Linked DNA regions of Sus scrofa: region 2 is linked to region 1. A link is a contact called in public Hi-C data. All regions are on one chromosome and are shown on one strand. The core of a region is the stretch at or near the end of the contact, and the rest is flanking DNA. Distances in the headings are between cores, read along the strand shown. Region 1 overlaps SPIDR (DNA repair-scaffolding protein). Region 2 overlaps SPIDR (DNA repair-scaffolding protein).

Evidence for each region. A called contact is a pair of places that touch in the nucleus more often than the background predicts.
Region 2: a Hi-C map of skeletal muscle shows a contact between it and region 1, with 2.4 times the contacts expected there. A contact is called at or near these places in 12 of 47 Hi-C or Micro-C datasets (alveolar macrophages, embryonic fibroblasts, liver and 5 more) and 2 of 2 datasets of targeted methods (alveolar macrophages and skeletal muscle).

The regions. Positions count from the first base shown.
Region 1 is chr4:80,023,191-80,029,326 of Sscrofa11.1, reverse strand. The region is part of intron 8 of SPIDR (DNA repair-scaffolding protein); the gene reads left to right. Among named protein-coding and RNA genes, the nearest start is that of CEBPD, 150 kb to the right of the region's middle.
Region 2 is chr4:80,152,281-80,158,682 of Sscrofa11.1, reverse strand. The region is part of intron 5 of SPIDR (DNA repair-scaffolding protein); the gene reads left to right. Among named protein-coding and RNA genes, the nearest start is that of SPIDR, 35 kb to the left of the region's middle.

The sequences.
Region 1 (6,136 bases), core at 1,152-3,651:
AGCAGGGATGCAAGGGGTCTAGAGCAGTTTGTCAGGAAGGAATTTGGTACAAGTTGTAGTTGTAATTTTTACTAAGCTAATAGAATAGAATCGTCTGTGCTCAAGAACTCAGCAGCTCTTAGGAAAATGGATGAAGTCCATCTAGAGCTCTGTGAGGATGGTGCTAGTTTCTTTAGTTTTTGTCATCTAGTTTCTCTTACTTTTTGTTCTGTTTTGTTTTGTTAATGATATGTGTTTAGGTCACCTGGCTTTACTCCAAGGCAGAAGGCTTAAGGTATTTCAAATTCCAAAACATTCTGTCCCACTGTGCTTTGAACTTTAAAATGAATCATAGTAAAAAGAGAATGTGACCACCAGCTTAAACTGGTGATTTCATTTTCACTTGATACTCAAGAATGGAAGAAAAAGTAAGATAATATATTGGAGCATTTCTCCCCTTGTTTTACCAGTATTTGCCTATTTTGAATCTACCTAGTGAATTAAAATATATTCATTTGCCATTAATAAGAACGTTTGGTGCCAGACATTGTGCTAGGGATGAAGATTCAGAGGTTGAATATCAAGAAAAGACAAGCTGGATCTAGTAAGCAAAGTAAAAGATTCTTACAGATGAGGAAACAGGTTCAGAAAGGCAATTAACTTTTCTGGAGGTAGAAGTAGGACCTGTATCTTGTGCTCCTTATTTACACATACATTTTAGTGGTAGGTGGGTATGTGCACACATAATACAGCACAGAGGGACACACACATGCCCGTATCTAGGAACTATATTTTATAGTCGTATTAGATGGTGATTGCTTTTAATAATAGCATATATTACTTAGAAGCTGAACTATGACAATTTTTGTTGTTTTTTGGATGAATGTAAAATCTGTTTTTTGTTTTTTGTGTTTTTTTTGTCTTTTTGCCATTTCTTGGGCTGCTCCCACGGCATATGGAGGTTCCCAGGCTAGGGGTCAATTCAAAGCTGTAGCCACCAACCTACAGCAGAGCCACAGTAACCTGGGATCCGAGCCGCGTCTGTGACCTACACCACAGCTCAAGGCAACGCTGGATCCTTAACCCACTGACCAAGGCCAGGGATCAGACCCGCAACCTCATGGTTCCTAGTCAGATTCGTTAACCACTGAGCCATGACGGGAACTCCTAAAATATGTTTTTTGATAATACCTGTAATTTCTACTTATGATTGTGGTACTTTTTTCTAAAAGTTCTCATCATAAAAATTGCCTAAAACTCATCAAGGAATCTTCAGTGTCCTTATTAATCAGAAAAATTAAAGCATCTTTGACACATTATTCCATGCCTATTTTATGTACAGTTATGTATACATACATATATGAATACTGACAAAGTTACAGTACAGTGGATACATGGAAACTTATATCCATCTTATAATTGAATAATTCTTTTTGGAAATCAGTGTCTCTGTGTATAGGAAATGTGATAAGACATTTCATTCAATTTAATTATCTATGCCTGCAAATTAATTCCAAGGGTATTATTTAGCAGAAACAGAAAAAATGGTATGCATAGAACATGTTTTGTAATAGACTCCTCTCTCCTCCCCAAGAAACATTTTACAGTTTTAGAGTTTAATAAGTATAGAGGTTCATTATATAGCATGCGAAGATATTCAGTAAAGCATGTAAGGAAAACAGAGGACAAAATATCATGTACAGTACATTTGCAAACACATTAATAAATACACTTGGAAAAATCTAGGAAGTTGCAAATGAAAATTGTATGTAAGATTACATGTATGTTTGTATTTTATTTGTAATATTTACATTGTGCAGTTTCTTTATACAATATTTCTTTTTAGAGAAAATGCATCCACTACTTTCCTTTTCATTTTTTTATTAAGTTTTATTGAAGTATAGTTAATTTACAAGGCTGTGATAATTTCTGCTGTACAACAAAGTGACCCAGCCATACATATACACATATCCCTTCTCTATGCAGCCACCACTTTTGGAGGCATACTTGCATGGGACTTTCTTCTCTTCCTCCTCTAAGAGAGTTTGGAGACAGGTGGGGCGTTATTTAATTGAGGAAGGCCTTTTGGTTGAAGCCCAAATTATTTTGTTGTTTATCTTACCCTGTCTCTATACTAAGGCCTAAGGTGATTTGGTCTGCTGTTGATTGTTGTTAAATCATTTTTTTTCTTGCTTTTTTCTCCAAAGGGGAAAACAAAGAAACCAAAATTTTGAAGATCAGTGGTAAATATGCTTCATAAAACCAGCTCTGTACCCCTCCCCCTTTTAAATGTCCATCTTTAAAGGGCAATGTGAAGGAGTTCTTACTGTGATTTAGTGCAGGCCTTAGCTGTTATCTCATCTGAGGGGTTTTGCTGGAGGCTGGAGTTTCCCGGCAGCCCTGACCGCAGAGAGGTGGAATGTGGGGCTGACGTCACAGCCGCTCCTGGGAATGTTTTGCATTCCTCTTCCAGGCAGTGGTCAGGTGGCTTCCAGCAAGAATGAAGGACAACAACTTCCAAAGAAGAAAAAGAGAGAGGAGGAAAAGAACAGTTTATAATCAAACTGTTGTGGGGGAGGCACTTTTATTCTGAGCCAAAACTGAAATTAGGACCAGATGTCTTACATTCTGATGCTGCACGAATGTTAAATACATTTATTAATGACTGTAATAGCTGAGCTATTTGGCTTTTTCCTGAACTTAAGTTTTGAAACTCTGTTTAAGAATTGTGGGAAAACAACTTGTAGCTGACATTTTAACTGTGAAAGCAGCATTCTGAACGCAAATTGGAAACGTGGCCCTCTGAGGGCTGGGTGCCGTCCTTAATGGACAGACAGGCTGTTTTCAAGTTTGTTAATCTTCTAAAAAAATCGCTTCTGAAACATAAAATCTCTGTAACTTACTGATGTATTTTATGCTAAACAAGTAACTTCAATCCATTAATTAGGGAAGGAGGTATATTCTATAATAATATTTGCTATAAAGGGTTTCTTTCCTAATAATATTTACATTTCCATTGTTATTTCTGTATAATTGCATTACTGGCCAAGCCAAATATTCAAAACAAAACTTAGCAGATTCTTAATATAACAAAATAGGTTTTCCAAAGTCATGTAACTTTGTAGTAATGTGTACAACATAAAATTGGACAGTAACTGAGTTAAATTGTAAACTTAATTTGTGTTTCCTCTCTTCTAGGCACTGAATTGTCTTTGCTCAGATTGATTATACTGGTTTAGCAAATCGTTGTTTGTCTACTTATTTTAAAATAGATTTTTTTTTTAAACAAATGCCTTTTAGTAGATTCTTACTTATTTTACATTAAAATAATTCTCCAGTTTAAGTGAAATGTGTTTGAATATTTCCTGTTATACATTGAAATGGAAAGTTGGCTTCCTGTGTGGGTCATGTTGCTAGTAAGGAATTTCCAGAAATGTGGAGAAGTGCTGACTCATAGTGTACAGTGGACTGATCCTGCTGCAGTAAGGCTTGAGGGGGTTTTCTGAGCTCCTGGCTGGAGAAAGCAAAATATGCCTGTGTAATGTGCTATTTTATTTTTAGACATAGCAGTAGGGGTGGAGAAGAGGCTGTTGTTTGGGATAAGATCCTTGCTAATAGCTTTAAAATGACTAAAAGCTCTAGGGTTAGGTGTGTGTCTAAATGTGTGTTTTTCTACAGTCTATTATTAGAGTTTGGAAAACAGGTTGTTTTTGTTGTAGTCGCCTACCGTTGTTCTCTCTGTGTCTTGCCCCACTTGCGAACCCCGTGCCCTCAGCCTGGAGTGGTGATTGGCTGTGGGCTCTGTAAAACGTCAGTGACAGTGGTCTGTGCATTTGAGGGATTGGTCCCGAAAATGGCCTGTAGTATTTCATCCTTTATGTCTGTGATCAGAAGTTCCTGATCTCATAGTAACAATTTATTAAAAACTTTAAATATTAGCTGACAATAGTTAAGAAATAAACTAGGGTTTGTTGCATTTAATGTGTCTGGCTCTGTCTTGGATGTTTTACATTTGTTAAACTATCTGAATATGCAGTTACTGGTTGAGATTAATTTTCATTCATTTGGTATGGAGATGTCTGCTAGTTTTAGGGGATGGGGCTTTGTATAACAAAAATTTACTTCTAAGCACCTATCTGGTCTCAAAAAGTTAATATATCCCAAATGTATTCATCCATCAATTCCACAGACACTTGCTGAATAACTGCTTTATGCCAAGATGGTGCTGCTGGGTTCTAGGCGTTAACTGCTAGGCACTGCGAAAGATGTGCTTCTTGTATCATCTTTGAGAGGAGATGGTGCTGCAGCCCAGAACAGGGAACACATGTCAATAATTGGGTGCAGCATTCCTTTACGTTATGGTAGAAAGCTACAGGTACAGCAAGGCACAAAGGGGGATATTCAGATCTATGCTAAATTCTATGGAGTTAGTTTCTTTTGATATGATTCTGAGGATGTCAGCATTGATGGTTGAAAGTAAGTTAAGTAGGCAGTGCTAAGAAAACAATCTGATAGGGAGATGAGGGCAGTAGTAATGTATGTGTGACAGATACTGAGACTGCTTAAAAGGAAATTTAATAATTATTGTAAATCATACACTGCAAATCATTTCCTTATGTTCACACATGCAGCTCACAAAACATCACGACTGCCCTTCGTGTCTGAGGTCTACCTTTCTCACATACTCTTGAAGAATTTGGCTATTTGGTAACAGGTAATCATGGAATCATAGAACATGTTTTAAAACTGTTTCCTGTGATTTTGAATGTTGTTAAAAGGAAGGACTCTTGTCTTTCTTGTGAGCAGAGCCTCTGCCACAGGCAGTGGTGCACGGGCCCTTACATGCTCTGCCTTGCATTCGCAAGACCCACTGAGCTGTCGTTCTGGGGGGCACTCATTGTTTCACCTGAACACTCACCAAGGTCCCCTTCTGCTAAAAGGTGCAAAAGGAGTTGTTGACCTATTTTGAAGGGTGTTTATGAGGATTTATGAACACAGTGAAACTCCTGTTTCAAAATTGGAGTATCATTCTAAATGTATACTCTCTAAACACTTGGTAAAGAAGACCCTTGTCAAATTCCCTGGGTCGTGAGTGAGAACTAATGAGCACTAGCAGGCAGTAGCCATCAGCCCTGATGCTGGAAGTGACGCCCCTGCGCCTAGAGCCTGTCATGCCATCCACACTGGATCCTTAGGTAATCTTCAAAGCTCAGGGCCATATATGTTTCTGTAATAGGACTTACAGGACTTTATGTGCTTTTTGTCCATTGTTCCTAATTACTCTGTGCAAGTCCAGGTACTAAGTTTTATAAATTACTTTTCCATGCATATCTGGTAATTGTGTAGAAATTTAATATTACTATCGTCTTAAACAGAAACTCTGTACCCCTTAAATAATAATTTCCCATTCTTCCCCCCAACCATCTCTCCCAACTCCTGGTAATCTCTATTATACCCTCTCTATATATAAATTTGCCTATTCTAGGTAACTCATGTAAGTGGAGTCATAGAGTATGTGTACTTTTGTGTCTAGCTTATTTCATTTAGCATGATGTCATTCAAGTTCATCCATGTTGTACCATGTCAACATTTCATTTTCTTTTAAGGCTAAATACTGTACTGTTGTATGAATGGACCGCATTTTTTTTTTTCATTCATTCATCTGTTGATTGATATTTGAGCTTGTTTCCACCTTCTGGCTATTGCGAATAATGCTACTATGAACATTTATATAAATATCTGTTTCAGCCCCTGCTTTCAATTCTTCTGAGTATATACCCAGGGGTGAAAATGGCCTATAATATGGTAATTTTGTGTTTTAATTTTTTGAGGAACAATTATAGTTTTTTACAGTAGCTATACCATTTTGCATTCCCACCAGCAATACACACAAGGGTTCCAGTTTCTCAGTATCCTCACCAATGCTTGGTATTTTCCTTTTCTTTTCTGTGTATTTATTTATTTATTTATTGGTCTTTTTGCCTTTTCTACGGCCGCTCCTGCGGCATATGGAGGTTCCCGGCTAGGGGTCTAATCAGAGCTGTAGCTGCCGGCCTACGCCAGAGCCACAGCAATACAGGATCCAAGCCGCATCTGTGACCTACACCACAGCTCATGGCTACGCCGGATCCTTAACTCACTGAGCAAGGCCAGGGAT
Region 2 (6,402 bases), core at 1,738-4,237, 130 kb before region 1:
CTCTACTTATAGTTTGTTTTTCCTTGAATTTCCATAGCAGCATGCCCTGAGAATTCTCTGGTGGTGAAGTGGTCCATTGAGCCTGGGAAATGATAGCAGCCAATCAAGGCATCTATATCAAGCAAGTTACCATTGTGGGCACTAGACCTTAGTGCTGTTGGGAATCTTTGGAAGCATCAGAATTATGCCTCCAGAGGGTTAAGGAAGCCCGAGTATTTATATATAATCCCTTCATTCATTGGTTGAGGGTTGCTTCTTGGTGGAGACAGGGGATAGGAGTGTTTCCTAATTCTTACAAACTACTGTGCAGGTAGAGAAAAATGGGTCCCAACAGCCAGATGAAGCCCTGATGCAAAGAAATGAGGGTGCTGAAAGTTGGAAATAGGGCCAGCATCACTGAAAAGAGGTAGGAGATGTGAGTAGGGTGTTGACAGAGTCAGTTACAGTGTTAAAATGAGTTGTGCACTTTGAATAACATGGAGGGGGAAGATTTGTACTATAATTGGGAGTTTTATAACTGTTTCTTAGCTCTTCAGAAATAAAACCTTCCTTATATAACTCACAAGGCTATTACTTTTTGCATCTCATGTGTGTTTGTAGAAATGGAACATACATGGTGAGTGGATATTTACTCTACAGAAGAATTGTATTTTAACTCAGTGGGAAGCCTTGATTATTTCACATCTATCTTGAATCCAGTTCCCAGGGTGGGGTGAGGGATGTTTTTGAATTAGGAAACATACATACATGCCTATAAAGACAGTTCCATCAGTTCTCTGTAACAGAGTTCTCCTAGTCTTTGTGTAAAGTTTACTGAACTCATAGTAACAGCATTTGTTAATAACATCATGAGTGCTTCTGATGTTGTGGGACTCTCTTCTAAGTGCTTAGCTACATACAAAGCATATTTAAATCCCACAGTAACTTTGTGAGGTGGGAACTATTACCATTCCTGTTTTCCAGATGAGGATTCTAAAACAGAGGGATTGAGTAATTTTCCTATGGTTATAAAGTAGTAAATGATTGAACCTGGATTTTTTTTTTTAAAAGAATATAGTTGATTTTACAGTCAGTTTCTGCTGTACAGCATAGTGACCCAGTCATACACATGTATACATTCTTTTTCTCATACTCTCTTCCATCATGTTCTATCCCAAGAGATTGGATATAGTTCCATGTGCTGTACAGTGGGACTGCATTGTTATCCATTCTAAATGTAATGATTTGCATCTACCAACCCCAAATTCCCCATCCAACTCACTTCCTTCCCCCTCTCCCTTGGCAACCACAAGTCTGTTCTCTATGTCTGTGAGTCTGTTTCTGTTTGATAGATTCATTTGTGCCATATTTTAATTTCCACATATAAGCAATATCATATGGTATTTGTCTTTCTCTTTCTGACTTACTTCACTTAGTATGAGAATCTCTTGGATTGAAAGAATCACTATTGTCAAAATGACTATGCTACCCAAGGCAATCTACAGATTCAGTGCAATCCTTATCAAATTACTAGTGACGTTCATTCTTTATAGAACCAGAACAAAATATTTTAAAATTTGTATGGAAACACAAAAGACCCCGAATAGCAAAAGCAGTATTGAAAAAGAAGAACGGAACTGGAGGAATCGGATATCCTGACTTCAGACTATACTACAAAGCTACAGTAATCAAAGCAGTACTGGGACAGAAACGGAAATACAGATCAATGGTACAGGATAAACACAAGCACCTATGGTCAAGTAATCTATGACAAAGGATGAGAGAACCTACAGTGGAGGAAAGATAGTCTCTTCAATAAGTGGTGCTGGGAAAACTACACAGATATATGTCAAAGAATGAAATTAGAACATTCTGTAGGAGTTCCCATTGTGGCTCAGTGGTAAAGAACCCAGCTAGTATCCATGAGGACACAGGTTCAATCCATGGTCTTGCTCAGTGGGTTGAAGATCCTCTGGTATTGCCATGAGCTATGGTGTTGGTCACAGATTGTGGCTTACATTTGGTGTTGCAGTGGCTGATGGCGTAGGCTAGCAGCTGCAGCACTGATTCGACCCCTAGCGGGGAACTTCCATATGCCATGGGTGAGGCCCTAAAAAGACCCAAAAAAAATTTCTCTAACACCATACACAAATATGAACTCAAAATGAACCTAGATTTTACTCAGGGACTTTGGCTTCAGTGCTGTGGTCCTGACCATTTTGTCAATAATAGTAATAGCAATAATATTAATAAAACACAGTAACCCTGAGTTCTTTCTTTATCTGAGACACTTTGCTAAGTGCTGATGGTGTTATCTAGATGTTATTAGCCCCATTTTATAGATAAGGGAATGGAGACATAGCTAATAAATGTCAGAATGAGCTTCTAACTCATAGAGTCTGGTCCCAAGTTCTCTTAATTACTTAAGTTCATTTTCTTGAAGTATAGCATCATTACATAACAACTTGGAGGAAAAGCATGATGGAAATCAAAGACCATAATGTTGCCTTTTAGGACATTTGTCAAATGGAGTTGATTATTGATGTGATTTTTCCTATGGTTCAGTATTGCTGTCTGGGTTTTTGATTTATCTTATTAGTGTCTTCCAAGAATCATTCCTATAGAGGGCAGCAGAGATACAGCAGTGAGTTTTCTGTGTAACCTACATTTTTAAGGAAGTGTGAAGAAAATTGGATTTAGGTGAGCTTTGTTATGTAATTTTCTTCTGCTTTATGTAGTGACTCCTATGCAAGTATAGGCTAATAGGTTTAATAAATATCAGATAACCCTAGTGAGGTTTGAGCTTTTGGTGAAGGTGCGTAAGAGAAGCTGGCTGGCATAAACAAGATCTGAAAGTAGTTCATGTAGGATTTGTTTTTTGTTTTTTGCTTTTTTTGCTTTTTCAGGGCCACACCAGTGGCATATGGAGGTTCCCAGGCTACAGGCCCAATTGGAGCTACAGATGCCTGCCTACACCACAGCCACAGCAACACCAGATCCAAGCCGTGTCTGCCACCTACACCACAGCTCACAGCAACACCAGATCCCCAACCCACTGAGCGAGCGAGGCCAGGGATTGGACCTGCATCCTCATGGATGCTAGTCCGATTCATTTATGCTGTGCCACAGCGGGAACTCTCTAGTTCATGCAGTTTTAAAGGGAAAACAAATGTGATTTTCAAATTTGAAATATGGATTCATTGTTATAAAACAGATGTGTTCCTTGGTACAACATTGTAAATCAATTATACTTTAATTTTTTTTTTTTTTTTTTTTTTTTTTGTCTTTTGTCTTTTTGTTGTTGTTGTTGCTGCTATTTCTTGGGCCGCTCCCGCGGCATATGGAGGTTCCCAGGCTAGGGGTTGAATCGGAGCTGTAGCCACCGGCCTACGCCAGAGCCACAGCAACTCGGGATCCGAGCCGCGTCTGCAACCTACACCACAGCTCATGGCAAGGGCAGGGACCGAACCCGCAACCTCATGGTTCCTAGTCGGATTCCAATTATACTTTAATTTTAAAAAAAGGTAAAAAAACAAACAAAATAACCAGTTGTGTTTTTTGTACTCTTAACAGTAGGGGCAGAACAAATAATTCAGTATGTCACAGAAGATGAAATATGGAAAAGGTTTAACAGAATTGGAATAAGCACAGTTTTATATTCTCACATAGGAGGATATTTAGAAAGTGATCAGACAAACTTAGAAAGTATTTGTAGATTGAATGAGCATATTTATAATTCTCTATTTTTATTTATTTCTATATATTCAGAAGACATTCAATTTCACTTTAGTTTTAATGATGAATTAGAATAAAATGATATGACTATGTATTAATTGTTAGTCTAAGTGCTATCCAATGTATATACATCGTTATAGAGTTGAAAGAATTTAATTATCATAATCAAAAGCACTCAGAAACCCTCTCTAAAATAAGTTTACATAGAAATTGACAAGGGAGTTCCAGTTGTGCTCAATGGAAATGAATCCGAGTAGTATCCATGGAGATACGAGTTTGATCCCTGACCTCACTCAGTGGGTTGGAGATCTGGCGTTACTGTGAGCTATGGTGTAGGTTGCAGATGTAGCTCGGATCCTGCGTTGCTGTGGGTGGCCTAGGCAGGCATCTGTAGCTCCGATTCGACCTCCAGCCTGGGAACTTCCATGTGCTATAGGTGTGGCCCTAAAAAGCAAAAAAAATGGAAAAAAAAAAAACAAAACTGACAACATTTGTAAAGGGAAATACGGAGTTTTTAGTCATGATTTTGTTTGATTATATATGAAAGATTCCATTATAGAAACATTATACTTAAGAACAACATCTATTGTCCAGTGTGTTCTCACGATAAAAAAGGTGGAGTGTTATAAGTTGTATTGAGGAGTAGATATTTTTTGGTTTTTATTTTATATTACAATTTTGTGTGTATATATCTATGGTCTATCTGTTCATGATCTCTTAATATTATAGCATATTTTGGCTTTTATTCTTTTTAATGAAGTGAGTGTGAAAGAATGTGCCAGTAGCATTAATAGCATCTGTTTCAGAACTTACATCCTTATTTATTCATATCTTTCTTAATTGGCTAAACTTTAGTTTGTGACAGAACAGGACAGGGACTTTGTCAGTTTGGGGCCAGTATAAATCTTCCTCCTCTTTCATTATCACCCTGTCATCCCATTTCCCTTCATTTTCCTCTTTCTTCTCCTTCCTTTCATTTCCCCAGTTATCTGTTTTCTGGTATAAGAAGGAATAGAATAGAAAAAGGACTACTGTAGGAATTCAGGTTACAACTATATATAAATTAAAATGTAATGATATAAGTAATCACAGTGTGACTTTTATAGTCCTCTAGTTTTCTAATTTAAAAAATTCTTAGGAGTTCCACTTTTAGTAATGACAGTAGCGTGTTTCAGATTATTTTTCTTACAAATAACAATGGCAAATTATGGACAAATAAACATTTTTGAAATATATTTATATAAAGGTATAAAAAGAATATAAAAGTGAAGGCACAGTAGATGGGCAGGCAGCTGGCAGAAACTGAAGGGGTTGTCATTTAGAAGACGAGGGTGGCCCAAACAAGGAGAGTTTTTCACTATTCTCTGCTTTTTGCCCCCATCAATGTAGTTTAAAGTGGCTAAACTTGTATAGATATCACAACACAGAGTTTGGGGTGGCTGTAGGAGCTTAAAAGTTAGAGTAGGAAGGAAGGAACCCCCAAATTATGCATCTATATCTTATAAGATATAGGAACTACACAGATTTCAATTACTTTCTACTACATGTGAGAAAGCATTATGGAGAGTGAGTATAGCCAACGGCCATTTAAGCAAAAAAGTAAATAATCTTCAGAAGAGCATAAGAGATTCCAGAGTGTAAAAAAAAAAAAAAAAGTATCACTCTAATGCCTATGTTTATACACACACAAACCCAGAAAATGTGACCTATACTTAAATGAAAGGACAGTTAATTGAGATGGACCTTAATATGACTTGTATATTGGAATTAGCCTACACTGTAGGTAGGAGTATAAATTGATGCAACCATTATGGAAAACATTATGAATCTTACTTAAAAAACTATATAAACAATATATAGTATTATATATATTTAGAAAAATATATTTTTCTGAAAAAATAGAAATACCATGTGACCTAGCAATCCTACTTCTGGGCATATATCTGGAGCAAACCATAATTTGAAAAGATATGTGCACCCCAGTGTTCATGGCAACACTGTTTACAACATCCAGGACATGGAAGCAACCTAAATGTCCATCAATGGAGGAATGTGTAAGGAAGATGTGGCACATATATACAGTGGAATATTACTCAGCCATAAAAAAGAATGAAATAAAGTCATTTGCAACATGAATAGATGTAGAGATTATCATACTAAGTGAAGTAAGTCAGACAAAGACAAATATATGATATCACTTATATGTAGAGTCTAATAAAAAATGATTCAGAAGAATTCAATTGTAAACAAGAAATAAACTCACAGATTTTGAAATCAAACTTATGGCTACTAAAGGGGAAACCATGGCAGGAGGGTTAAATTGGAAGTATGGGATTAATATACACACCACTATATATAAAATAGGTAACTAACAAAGACCTACTGTGTAGTTCAGGGAGGTCAACTCAATGTTCTGTATTAACCTATATGGGGAAAAAGGAATGGATATATGTATATGTATAACTGATTCACTTTTCTGTACACCTGAAACTAATACAACACTGTAAGTCAACTATACTCCAATAAAATTAAAAAAAAAAAAGATTTAGCAACTGTTTTAACTCTGTTCTGGATGTAAAGGAACATATATACAGCAAAACACTCAACAGAAAAATATAAATTGGAAAAAAAAGCAAATGAAAATTCTGTAATAAAGCATACAATACTTGAAATAAAAATCTATTTAGG